Linked DNA regions of Mus musculus: region 2 is linked to region 1. Evidence: chromatin contacts called from public HiChIP or PLAC-seq data. All regions are on one chromosome and are shown on one strand. Each heading gives the region's core, a stretch centred on a gene start, on an enhancer-like site or on the middle of the called end of the contact. The rest is flanking DNA. Distances are from core to core; before and after follow the strand shown. Region 1 holds the start of Kif9 (kinesin family member 9). Region 2 overlaps Ccdc12 (coiled-coil domain containing 12).

The links. HiChIP or PLAC-seq counts read pairs in DNA pulled down with a chosen protein or histone mark.
Region 2: a contact with region 1 is called in an HNF4G HiChIP or PLAC-seq map of pancreatic cancer cells. The contact joins the enhancer-like site here to the promoter of Kif9 in region 1. A contact is called at or near these places in 1 of 39 promoter capture datasets (cranial neural crest), 4 of 115 datasets of contacts at active chromatin or transcription factors (effector CD8 T cells, extraembryonic endoderm stem cells, pancreatic cancer cells and 1 more) and 3 of 9 other capture datasets (adipose tissue, liver and pancreatic islet).

The regions. Positions count from the first base shown.
Region 1 is chr9:110,472,941-110,479,179 of GRCm38.p6, forward strand. It overlaps Kif9 (kinesin family member 9), which reads left to right and starts at 4,054. Exons shown (of 21, transcript NM_001163569.1): 1 at 4,054-4,174. It overlaps Klhl18 (kelch-like 18), which reads right to left and starts at 3,754. Exons shown (of 10, transcript NM_177771.5): 1 at 3,526-3,754. The coding sequence starts at 3,654.
Region 2 is chr9:110,681,033-110,686,640 of GRCm38.p6, forward strand. All of the region lies in intron 1 of Ccdc12 (coiled-coil domain containing 12), which reads left to right. Among named protein-coding and RNA genes, the nearest start is that of Gm35715, 8.6 kb to the left of the region's middle. Within about 2 kb of position 3,574, at least 231 of the 459 cell types and tissues checked have an H3K27ac peak or open chromatin away from gene starts, as enhancers often do. A contact at or near this core is called in adipose tissue, extraembryonic endoderm stem cells, pancreatic cancer cells and 1 more, where this site is marked.

The DNA of each region.
Region 1 (6,239 bases), core at 2,804-5,303:
ATTTCAAGACCAGTCTGGTCTACAAAGGGAGTTCCAGAAAAGCCAGGACTACACAGAGAAATCCTGTCTCAAAAAAAACAAAAACAAAAGAACACACAATAAATAAATAAGTAAACAAACAATAAAACACAGATACCTACTATTCATTGAGCATTTATTACATGAAGTTTGAAGCTAATTAACTAATTGAATCCTTAGCAGTCAGGTGGGTAATGATGTCCATTCACAGAGGAATAGACTGACTCACTAGCATTTAAGGAATTTAAGTTTTGTCAGCTATGAAGTGGCAGAGCCAGGATTCAGATCCAGGCAGAGCCTGTGCCATATTGCCTCTCAGATCATAAGATCAGCAACATTCCCAAGAAAAACCCAGCACAGAGAGATTACAAACGCCAGCAAATGCGTACAAGATGAAAAGCAGACAAGTTATGTCTGACTTCAATGGAGAATTCTGAGCATTCCAGAGGTCAGCACCTGCAGAACCACCTCCAACTCCAAGCACCAGCAACACTCCACTCCTCTGTGTGTGTGTCACCAGGAGGGGCCCAGAACAGGCAATACTCGTCCTCTCTACCAGGCAAGCAACTGCTGTCACTGCCCTAACAAAAAACAGGTGGTTACCTTCTCAACAGGTTGAGCTCCCTGACTCCCGGCTTGGGGAACTAGCGCATTACTGACCTCAAAGGAGATTCATTGACTCTGAATACATCCTGAGAGGACAAGTCCTTTATTTTATAGCTATGGTTCTCACAATGCAGTCCTAGAGGAAGACAGCATCACTGGTGAACTCGACGGGGCTCATGCCAGACCTATGAATCAGAAATCCCAGGGTGAGCGATACGAACAAGGCCACCAGGTGAGTCTCATATCTGCTGAAGTTTGCAAACAACTACTCTAATTGGGGTGGGGTGGGGTGGGGGGGAGCTAGTTATTAAACCGCTAACCAATTCTTTAGAATCTGCTTATTTGAAAAACAGTCTGGACTCATGGGAAGGTGGAGAAAAGAGTAAATTATGAGAAACCAAGACAGATTTTGCAGAGAAGCTCTTGTGAGTAGTGACTGTAGCATTGGTGTACTAGGCCTTTCGATGGCTCCTAGCACCAGAATTCTCCTGAGGCTCTATAGAAGGGGGTTTTGGAACCAGTGAAATAAATGTTGTCTACAGTCTAGCTCCGGTCTATGCTTTTACACAGGTCCTTATGACTCTGACCTGACACAAGCAAAGTAACTGAGACTTGCACTCTCAGTCGGAAAGACGTTTGAATGATACAATTGTTCCTTTGCCTGAATGGAAAAGATTTTCGTGGGGAAAAAAAAAATCATACAAGCAATTTCTGCTGTAAGTTTGGTAGATTCAGCATTTATGTTGAACGCAGAGGCAAATGTATGGCTTTAGGGAAGTAAGTATCTGTGACCACACTCCATCTATCTACCACACAGCTTTCCTTACTGGCTCACCTCTTACAGCCCGAATCTTTAAAAACAAACACTTTTCTTTTTCTGCCGTCTCTTTGTGTGTGTGTGAGAGAGAGAAAGAGAGAGAGAGAGAGAGAGAGAGAGAGAGAGAGAGAGAGAGAGAGAGAGAGCGTGCAGGTGCCACAGCACACCTACGGAGGGCAGAGGGCCATTTTCAGGGGTCAGTTCTCACTTCCACTATGTGGGTCCCAGGGATGCAACTCAAGTCATCAGGCTTGGCAGCGAGTCCCTTTCCCCACTCAGCTTGTCACCAGCACACAGCCTAAATCCTAGCGAAAAACTTCTTTCTTATTACTGCCTTTCAGCAGCCTCTACATCCCAAAGGTCGGTGCCACAGTTAAATCAGTCTGCTTCCAAATCTCTACTGGCCTTGCCATCTTCTGCCTCCTCTAATCCATCTTATTTTTTCTTAATCCTCTTGGTTTCCCTATCTTATCTGAGACGATCTGCCCCTTCTCAGACCATTTCACTACTCTAATTAGAGATCCATTTCTTTCAGGATTGATGAAAAAGTTAACATAGGTGCTATACAAAGAATACCAAATATCTAATCCTCACTAATGGTGAGATTTAAGAATCGTCTTTAAGCCGGACAATGGTGGCGCACACCTTTGATCCCAGCACTTGGGAAGCAGAAGTAGGCAGATTTCTTAGTTCCAGGCCAGCCTGGTCTACAAAGTGAGTTCCAGGACAGCCAGGGCTACACAGAGAAACCCTGTCTCAAACAAACAAACAAACAAACAAACATTAAACACAAAAAAAAAACCCCACAAACAAACAAAAAAGAATCATCTTTAAACTGAGTGGTGATGGCTCACATCCTGACTTGAAAAACCAAAAACAAAGAACAAAAATTATTTTCACATTTCGAAATTTAAACTTAAAGAGATTAAGTAATGTGCCCATGGTTACAGCTAGTGTGTTCTTTCTCCAAAGCCACCCTCAGTTTGTTTTGCTTTTTAAAGTGCCAAACCATTAACCATTCAACTTTTTTTTTTTTTTTTTTTTTTTTTGAGACAGGGTTTCTCATAGACCTGGCTGTCCTAGAACTCACTCTGTAGACCAGGCTGGTCATGAGGTCTGCTTGCCTCTGCCTCCCAAGTGCTGGGATTAAAAGAGTGCTCCACCACTGCCCAGGAGCCACCCTATTCATTCCTACCAGTCTGACTCGAATACATGGAGAAGCAATGCTTCCTTAACTCAGTAGAAGATAAAGTCTAAGAGGTGTCTGTGTCTTTCTGTTGTTTTGAAACAGGAAGAGGGAGTGTCACACCGAGACAGTAAGAGCCTTCCAGGCAAGGTCCAACAGGAAAAACCACAGGCAGGCAGTATCCCCACCTGGAGGGATCTACCTGGCTCAGCAGGGCACCAAGGTGCAGCCCTGCACGACTCAAAGCACAGGGGGCACTGGCCCTTGACACCAGACCAGAATGCTGGATGGGAACAGGTGGCAAAAATATCCCTCTCCCCAAACAGTCCTTTAGCCTGGCCTCCAGGACCTTTTAAGGTGGTGACAGTAGATTGTTTTCCAGCATGGAAGAGAGTAGCCCACATCAAAAGATTTCCAGATCCGATTCTAAAAGCGCCAAGGGCAAGCAATGACTCCTGAAGAGAAGGCTTAGCATTTACAACAGCACAGCCAACTTCAAGGAGCCCAAAGAAATGACTTTAGGACAAGATAGGATGTCTTAGTGGTACCCATCGGAATGTGGAGTCAGCCACCGCCCCTTCCTCCATGGTCTGCCTGTAAGAACATTTTCTCTTTTCTGTATGACAGAAAAGGAGGCGGATACCCCAATGTCTCCTGCTCTTAGGGCGTCAGAGGCACACCTCTCAATCTTTCCTTCCAATGGCTGAACGGCTGTCCCCTTTACTCTCCCAACTTGGCCTCATTTCCCCCTCTGCGCTTGGCACCGCTCTCTACTACTCTGTTCCCCTCTAACCTTTCTCCACCCACAGTCGGCTGGACCACTCTTCCCCTGTCCACCACCCTTTTCTTCCCGCTCAGTCCCTTTCCCCTCAGCCAGCCACCGCCCAGACCATGGTACCTTTAGCGTCACGTCGCATAGCTTGCCCTGCCGCCGGATCTCCTCCATGACGCCGTAGCCGCGACTAGGCAACTCCGACACGGAGAAATGCACCAAGTCCTCCAGCTCCTCCGCGCCGTCCTCCACCATCTTCCCCGGCCGCCGCAACTGCGCAGGCCTGGCCAGCAGGCTTCACACTAACCAGGGCGGGGCAAGGGCTCACGCTGAAGGCTGCCCAGAACGCGAAGCCGGAATCTCACTGGCCTGCGCGGCCACCGTACCCACAAAGTCCTCGACACCGGAAGTCTCGCTGCCCCGCTTCCTGGTTTATACATAGCCTTTTTCCCCCCGTAACTCAAACTCAGGCTTCGCATATACAGCTACTCTAAGCCTTCCAGGTTAATTGACTCCATCTCTGTCTTCTTTGTTCAGCTCTGACTTTCCCTGTATCTTTAACGGAGAAATGTGGGCTTAAATTCCGCCACCACCCTACACTACTTCCGTAATCCCTGCAGGCTTCCTGTTGCCATGGCGACTGTGTACACAGCCAGTCGGCTAGCTGTCCTGGTTGCGAACAGAGCTCCCTCAAGTTGCTGCAGTTCTAGCGGTCGCTCTACCCGAGCGCCACTGCCCCGCGAGGTGAGCAGTGGTCACGAGCCGGTGGCGTTAGGTAAAAGGGAAACCTGGTGGGGATATCCTCCCAGCTGCTGTCAGTGGCTGGGTTCCTAACTCCTTTGGTTCTTTTATTTGTGAAAAAAAAAAAAAAATCGGAGACACCCCTGGAGATGCTCCTTTCAACCTGGTCGCAGCTTAGGGGAGCTAGGAGTTTCTGATGTTCCTTAGTCCCACGAGTCTCCACTGAGGTCCCACGACTTGCCTTAGACGGAGAGGGCGTGAGTTTGAGTGTCAGAGATCATTAAGACACGGTGTCATCACTTAGAGCCTTCTAACTACCGAAGAGGAAAACCCTCTAGAGGGGCACAGGAATGGGACCAAGGCAATCTGTCACACACATTTTAGAAAAGCATTCCACACACTGGGTGAGAAATAGGAGAGTGGCCAGTTTTGCCTGGGTGCAAACTTTGGGTTCATCTCATGCTGAGATGCAGTAGGACCCAGTGTTGTGGGTTTAAAGGGTGTTTGTTTCTTAGTCTTTATCCCTGATCGAGGTAAGAGCATGGTAGGTATGAACGCCTAGTGCCTATGAGTAATCCCATTGACTTCTTGTCAAGCCTTCGTGGGTGTTAATGTATATCCTGCTCATTCCCAAGCCCAAAACAAATGGAGAAACACTGACTCTCTCAGCACAGAGGTCTCCTGGTGGCTCGTCAGAGTCACTTTATTATGTGAAGTATGTAAGGACTGTGTTCAGATTTCTGGGAGTATTCCATCCTGAGGGGGAAAAAACACTACCTAATGGGAGGGTATCTTGAGACTGAGCATGGCTTCTTGTACTGGGAAATGAAGTATCCTCCCCAGAACGCTGCAAGTTCAGGGATTAGAGTAGTGTGGGAGGGGAGTGACATATCACATACCTTGGCACTCTCTCAGTAGTGGCTGAAGATGGTGGACCCACCTATGGAGATTCAGTCACCCTCTGACTTCCAGCCATGAGTATCACCATCAACTACCATTTCTTGAGCACCTGGTGTGTGCTGGGCGCTGTTCTGGACCTTGTGGGGGGCATCACAAGAGGTAAACGGCACGACCCTTATCCTCAAGCAGCTTGTAATTTGACTTGGGAGCTGAAGCCCACATAAATGAAGCGGCATAAGAACGGTAGCAAGCAGTACCTCAGTAAGTGCGAAATGGCATGTGCTTCCTTCCGCGGCACTGTTGGCTAGTGGGCTCCCGAGAGGAGTATAGACCCTCGGAAAGGCTTGTTGCCAACTGCGCATGACTCCAGGGATGCTCGGCGGCATGAGCATCCGGAGGACCCTGGAAAGGTCGGATGGGGGGGCTGCATGTGCACGCGCGCGTTGGAAGTTGTAGGGCAGAAACGGGGGGGAAAGCTCTGGAGCAGCCTTTGAGCTGGCCTGTGAACCCGCTTCCAGAACTCTCTGGATTCTTTGTAATTCCTTCTAGATGTTATACTCAACGGCACTGGAACCTTCCTGGGCAGGAAGATAAGACTCTTGGGGCTTGTGTTCAGAAAGGTTTCCCAGAGCTGTAGAAACTGAGTATTGAGTAAAAGAAGCACAGCTCCCATCTGGAGATACTAACCCCAATACTTGGGAAGCTAAGACAAGAGAATTGTGAGTTCAAAGCCAACCTGGGCTACACAGTGACACCCTTTCGCAAGGAAGACTTTATTTTTTTTTAATCGTGAACAACAAACCACTTCTCTCTGTTCTCAGTTCTCAGTAACAGAAAGTAAACTCGGAAGTGAAACCTTCAGTCTCCTTAATGTGGGGTCCAAGTTAGAGGCCGTGTGATTTTTTTCTAGAGCTCAAATTTGCAGACACACACACACACACACACACACACACACACACACACACACAAAATGTTCAGCCAAACTATGTTCTTTTCTTACTCCAATATTTTTCAGATTAATTTTCTAAAAACAAAAACAAAAACAAAAAAATTGGAAAGATCCAGCAGAGTGCTAGGGAAGACTCATGAAACAGTGACATGTGTGGACACAGAGGGTAACTTGGAGGAACTGGGTCTCTTCTTTGACCATGTAGGTTCTGAGGATCAAACTCAGGCCATCAAGCTTTGTGGCAGGTGCC
Region 2 (5,608 bases), core at 2,324-4,823, 210 kb after region 1:
TCATCAGGAAGTAGTCTAACAATAGCGTCACCCCCTTTCTTTTCTGTCCTTTTTTCTCTTCTATTTAGTGTTGGGGGTTGAAATGGTTGGAAAAAGTGTGGAGAAGGGTGGAAGAAAGAAGAACCCAAAAAGTAGCCAAAGACCAGCTACACCTTCCCCGGGAAGCTGGCACACTAGAAGTCTTGCACCTTGCAGCCTCCTCGGGGCTCTGTGATGGGCTTTCTAGCACCTAGGCTGAGAGTGGGTGAGGAAGTCTTGGCAGTCAGGAGTTCTGCTTTGCTGCTGAGGCAGCTTTTCCCCTCCAAGAAAAGAGGGAAGTGAGGCCAGGTGGGAAGGAGGGGGAAATGACCTCACCGTTTAGCATCTTAGCTGAAAATGCTCAGTGAATAATGAGCCCTGCATAACAGAGGTGTCTCTACTAATTTAGGGGACCAGGCTTGCTGTGTCTGTTGTGTCTGCTGCTGTGTATAGTCAGATTACAAAGGGATGCTGGTGTGTGCCGGCCTCAGCCAGCCCTGTCTGGGCCCTGCAATGCTGGGGTTGGGGGTGTCCTAAGACACTGACTAGGCTTTTGAGGTCTGCTTCCCAGTCAGGGTCGGAAACAGTTCAGGGTTAGCATGGCCAAGACAATAAGTCCCTTGAGTGTGGATTTGCTGGTTGCTTTTGTTTGTTGGTAATTTTTTTTTCTTTTTTTTTTTGTTTGGTTTTTTGAGTCAGGGTTTCTCTGTGTAGCCCTGGCTGTCCTGGAACTCACTCTGTAGACCAGGCTGGCCTCGAACTCAGAAATCTGCCTGCCTCTGCCTCCCGAGTGCTGGAATTAAAGGCATGTGCCACCACGCCTGGCTGTTGGTAAATTTTTGACAATGGAAGTAAAATGGAAAGATATTGCACACAGTTGTGCTGGGCAGCTCCACCCCATCAAGTCTTTAGCCGTGTCTAAGTGTAGTGTTGCCATGGTAGCAACCTTGGCTCTGTAGTTAGTGTGGGACTCAGCTGTGCCCTCACATTCTGTTTCACTGAGCAGCTGGCCCTCTAGATGATGCCCAGCATCACAGTTCCAATTATCCCTTGCGACGAGCGCTGAGCGCTGTTCGCTGTTCTGAATACCTCTGCCTGAATTGTTCTGGTTGCTTCGACTTTCTGAACTGGAGTTTCTGGCCCAGAAATGGTTGTGTTTGGGGCTTTTGACAGTTGGCTTATATGACTCTAGAATGGTATCAGAAGCCCTTTCAACCCCGTGGTGTGTCGTAAAAGTGCTTTAGAGTCTAACAGAGAGGCCAGACATGCTTGGCATCTGTGAGTTCAAGGCCATTTGTAGTCTGTATCTAGAGCTCCAGGTCAGTCAGGGAGAGAGAGAGACAGACAGACTGACTGAGACTAGCTGTGTGCCATGTCAGGGCAAGAATTGGACCAGAGCAAGGAGCAGGCATTCAGAGAGGAGCAGCTTGAAGGCCACCCTTCCCCCTCCCCCACTGGGGTTCTGTCAGCCCCAGGCCGTGTGACTCTGGATGAGTTACTTAATTACGCTGTGCCTCTGATTTGCTCATCTACGAAAACAGGAAGGAATGCTGACCTTATAAAATGTTTGCAGTGGTTAATTGGATAAACTTGATCTTGTTCAGTAATATCAGTATTACTCAATTTAAGTAAGTTGCTTATATAATGTTATCACTCACAAGTGGGAAAAGCAGGACAGAAGTGAATGTTTGCGTCCAACTCCCGAAAGAGCTCACCTAGTCATTGGGACCCTAGTGTGATTGATGCTCTTTTGTTTTATTGACCCTACTTACATTTTATCTCTCCTGTTCTCTCCAAAAGTAGGCAAGATTGAGCTGGGATGTGGCTCAGTTGGTAGAGTCTGTTGTGCTTCCAGTAATTCAACTGGCTGTCAGCTCTCTTGAGTTTTTTTTGTTTGTTTTGGTTTTTTTTTTTTTTTTTTTTTTTTTTTTTTTTTTTTTTTTTTTTTTGGTTTTTTTCAAGACAAGGTTTCTCTGTATAGCCCTGGCTGTCCTGGAACTCACTTTGTAGACCAGGCTGGCCTCGAATTCAGAAATCCACCTGCCTCTGCCTCCCAAGTGCTGGGATTAAAGGCATGTGCCACCATGCCCGGCCGCTCTCTTGAGTTTTATTGAACCAAGGTGCTGGGTGGGTGGTGGTGACTCCCTAGGAAAAATAGCACAAGAGTCAGGTATGAGCCTGGCCCATCACTGTTGGGCAGCAGGATTTGAACCTTGGCCAGGATTCCAGTAAGCATTCCCATAGTAGGCATCATGGAGCAGAAGGTGTGCATGGGACAGTGGACCTGGTCCCCTTACTTAAGCCTCAAGTGTCCCTGCTGAAGTACCGCCAGGGCCACCTGTCCCAAAAAGGGTCCTGCAGTTTGCTTGCAACCCCAACATGGGTGCGGATTGGTATAAGGTTTTCCTTGTCCTCACCTCAGTCCAAGCCTGAGGTGTAGGCTTCCTGTATGCCTCAGGGCTTCCTGTAAGGAGAAGCCCGTCAGGAGTTTGGGAGTTCAGAGCCTCAGTTCTGGGCTGCCCAGGTGAAATGGTCTAGTCTGGCTCCCTGGAAAGGGAAAGGGGGCTGTGGTTTGTGCTGTGCCCTCTGCCTAACCTTCCAGTTGGTTATTTCCTGCTGCTGCTGGGGAGGGTGAAGTCCTGGGCACTGGAAAGGACGTGTGCTCACCCATCTGTACCAGTTGTTCCCTGTTCTGCCCTCCCTCTGCCCCCTGCCCCTCCCATTCATTCTTTAACAGGCAGGACAAGGGAGGTGTACTTTAGAGACTCTCCCCAGCCACCTAGAGAGCCACTGCCTCTTGTCATGCTGTCAATACCATCCCTTCCTTGTTCTGGGTCTGTGTGCCATTGCCCCCTTCCAACCTTGCCCTCTAAGAATCCAAAAGCATTCTGGGCTTTTCTCCAGAAAGCTGTACCCTCTCAAACCTGGTATGTGTGTGTGTGTGTGGGGGGGGGGGGGGCGTTGCCCCTCGAGTCTGACCAGGTACCTGGGGTAAGGATCCCCGTCACACTTGAATTCTCAGTGTGTGCTAATGCTTTTTCTCCTTAGCTCCCAGCTTGCAATGCATGCAATTCCTAGCATCAGGGATCTGGCCAATGTCTGTGGACTTATAAAGGAAATATGTGGGAGGGAGGAGTTACCTGCTGCCTCCCTTGCACTTGTGGCAGGATGCCCAGTTGTACTTCTGGAAAGAACAAGAGCTGACTTGGCCTGAGGCCAGTGCCCTATGTTCCTCTACCACACATAGGATATCAGTGATCCCAGGCTCAAAGCCATGGGATGCGGCAGAAGCTGCATCAGCCTGGCATGCTGCTGCCCGGTCTCAGTGGACAGTGGGGCTAGTCCTGCCTTTCTTCTGCAACCAGGAGCCCTCTTTCCTATCGCTGAGGGTATTTTGGCCAGCATGGACCCCTCACAGCCTCTGTACACATCTCAAGCCTCAGCTCTAGTCTGCAAGAAAGCTGCCACACCCTTTCTCTTTGTCCCCATAGCACTGCCACCTCCTTTGTCCAAGGCACCTTCTTTTCCCCGGTGAGTCACTACCAGAGTCTCAGCCTCGCTGCCTCCTCCCAGTCTCTCTGCAGCCTGTCCTGCCTGACTTCAGACCTAATTCCAGCTCCTATTCTGGGCCTTATCTCCGGCTTCCTTGCTGCTTTGCCAGCTGCCAGCCAGGCACTTTGTTTTTTTCTTTCTCTTTCTCTGTCCACAGGCCTCTATAGACTAGCTGTACCCACAGGAGAGCTGTGGCTCCTGCTGTGACCTACTTCTGGCCTGGTGGTCCCCAGCCTGCCATGTCACACTTTGTGAGCTCTGAGTGAGGACCAGAAGACCCATGCCTATGGCTGGTACCCACATGGAGGCCAGAAGGTGTCTGATCCCCTAGACGTGTAGTTTTAAGTGGTTTTGAGCTACCCTGTGGGTGCAGGGAATTGAACTGACGTCCTCTTGAAGAACAGCCAGCGCTCTTCTCTGCTGAGCCACCTCCCCATCCCTTCGAAGGCATCGTCTAACATGCCCTAACATTGTCTCATGCCCTTGATGAAGCAGGCATTAGGACATACAGTGTTCTTCTGTTCAGAGGTTTGCTGAGAGCATCACAGAAGACCCATGGGAATGAAAGCCCCCTGTGACCTCTGTAGGTGCCAGCTGTTAGGACTGCAGCCCTGTGCCCAATCTACAGTCCTCTCCTCCTTGCTCTTCTGGGAGCTACCTGCCCACCCAAGCTGCAGGTTTTCCCTTCCGCCCCCATCATTTCCGTCTTGTAATACTTTGATGATGTCACCATGATTGTCCTTGTTCTCAGAGATGAGGAAACCACAGCCAGACTTGCCCAGGGCCACACAGTCAGCGCAGCCTGGTTTCCCACTGGGTTGTCAGCTGGAGCGCACACTCTATGCGGAGCAGGTGTCGGGCCTGAGGGTATAGACTAGCAAGACAGGTGTCTTCCCAAGAACGCACAGGCTGTTGCTATTGTCAGAGTGGACCCTCAGACAGGGTCCTCGAAGCAGCTAGGATTTGCATTTGGAGACCCAGAGAGGGAAGCACAACAGACAGTCCAGTGCCTAGAGAAGTCAGCGTCTGTTGTGATCACCGTCTTGTCTCCCCCAGCCTCTGGGCAGTAAAGAGCCCGCAGTTTCTGGTCCCAAGCACAGTGTTGTTCCATCCAGAGCTTATCATTCCATCTTCAGGGTGAGTCAGACACCAGTGGCTGCCCTTCCCTACTAAATGCCCTTGTAACCCAGCTCCCAGGGGCCACCGCACCCAACAGGAAGTTCCTCCACCCCAGCATGAGGTGGCCCTGGCTCTAAGGACAGGCAGCAGGGTCCTGTTGTGAGACCTACCAGGCTTGCCCCAGCATTGCCAGCTTCTTCCTGCCCCTGCCTTGGGCACTGCATGGCCATCTGTCACTCTTTTTCTTTCCTGTGACATTGACTTTGCGTTAGAACCACTGTCCTCTTAGGGAACTACATGGTGCGGGGTGGGGTGGAGTGGGGGTTGGGGAGTTTAAGGGTCGTTTGCATGGGAAGGGAAGGATTTTGAAGCCTTGTTTTTTAATGTCTTTCAGAATTTACTTTTTTTGGGGTGGGGTGGGGGCTTGGTATGTGCATGCTACTACGTGTATGTGGAGGCCGGAGGGCACCTTGCAGGGACTTGTTCCTTCCTTCCACCAAACATTAAACTCAGGACACCAGGCTTGCCCATAAGCACCTTTACCCACTAAGCCATTTTCCTGGCTCAAGACCTTGTTTTTCTTGATTGATACACAGAGGGCCCACTCCTATGGAAATGTGGGCTGGCTGTCTGTGCATTGAGAAGTGATCCATACTGTCAGCTCTTGCTGGGTCTCCAGCTTCCTCGGGATAGTTTAAGGGTGACAAGACTTCCCATCAGCAGCTGGCATGCCTCTCTCCTAACCATCCCTTAACTCCCTCCTGGAAGTAAAAGCCCCAGGCTTCAAAAAGCTGAGTTCGTGGGACATCTCAGGATGAGAGACGACCTTATTCCCTGACCACTCAATTTAGATCCTTCATCTTTGGGGCACTTGGCCCTGGGCACACTTCCTTTAACCTTAATCACCCTTCAAACCCAT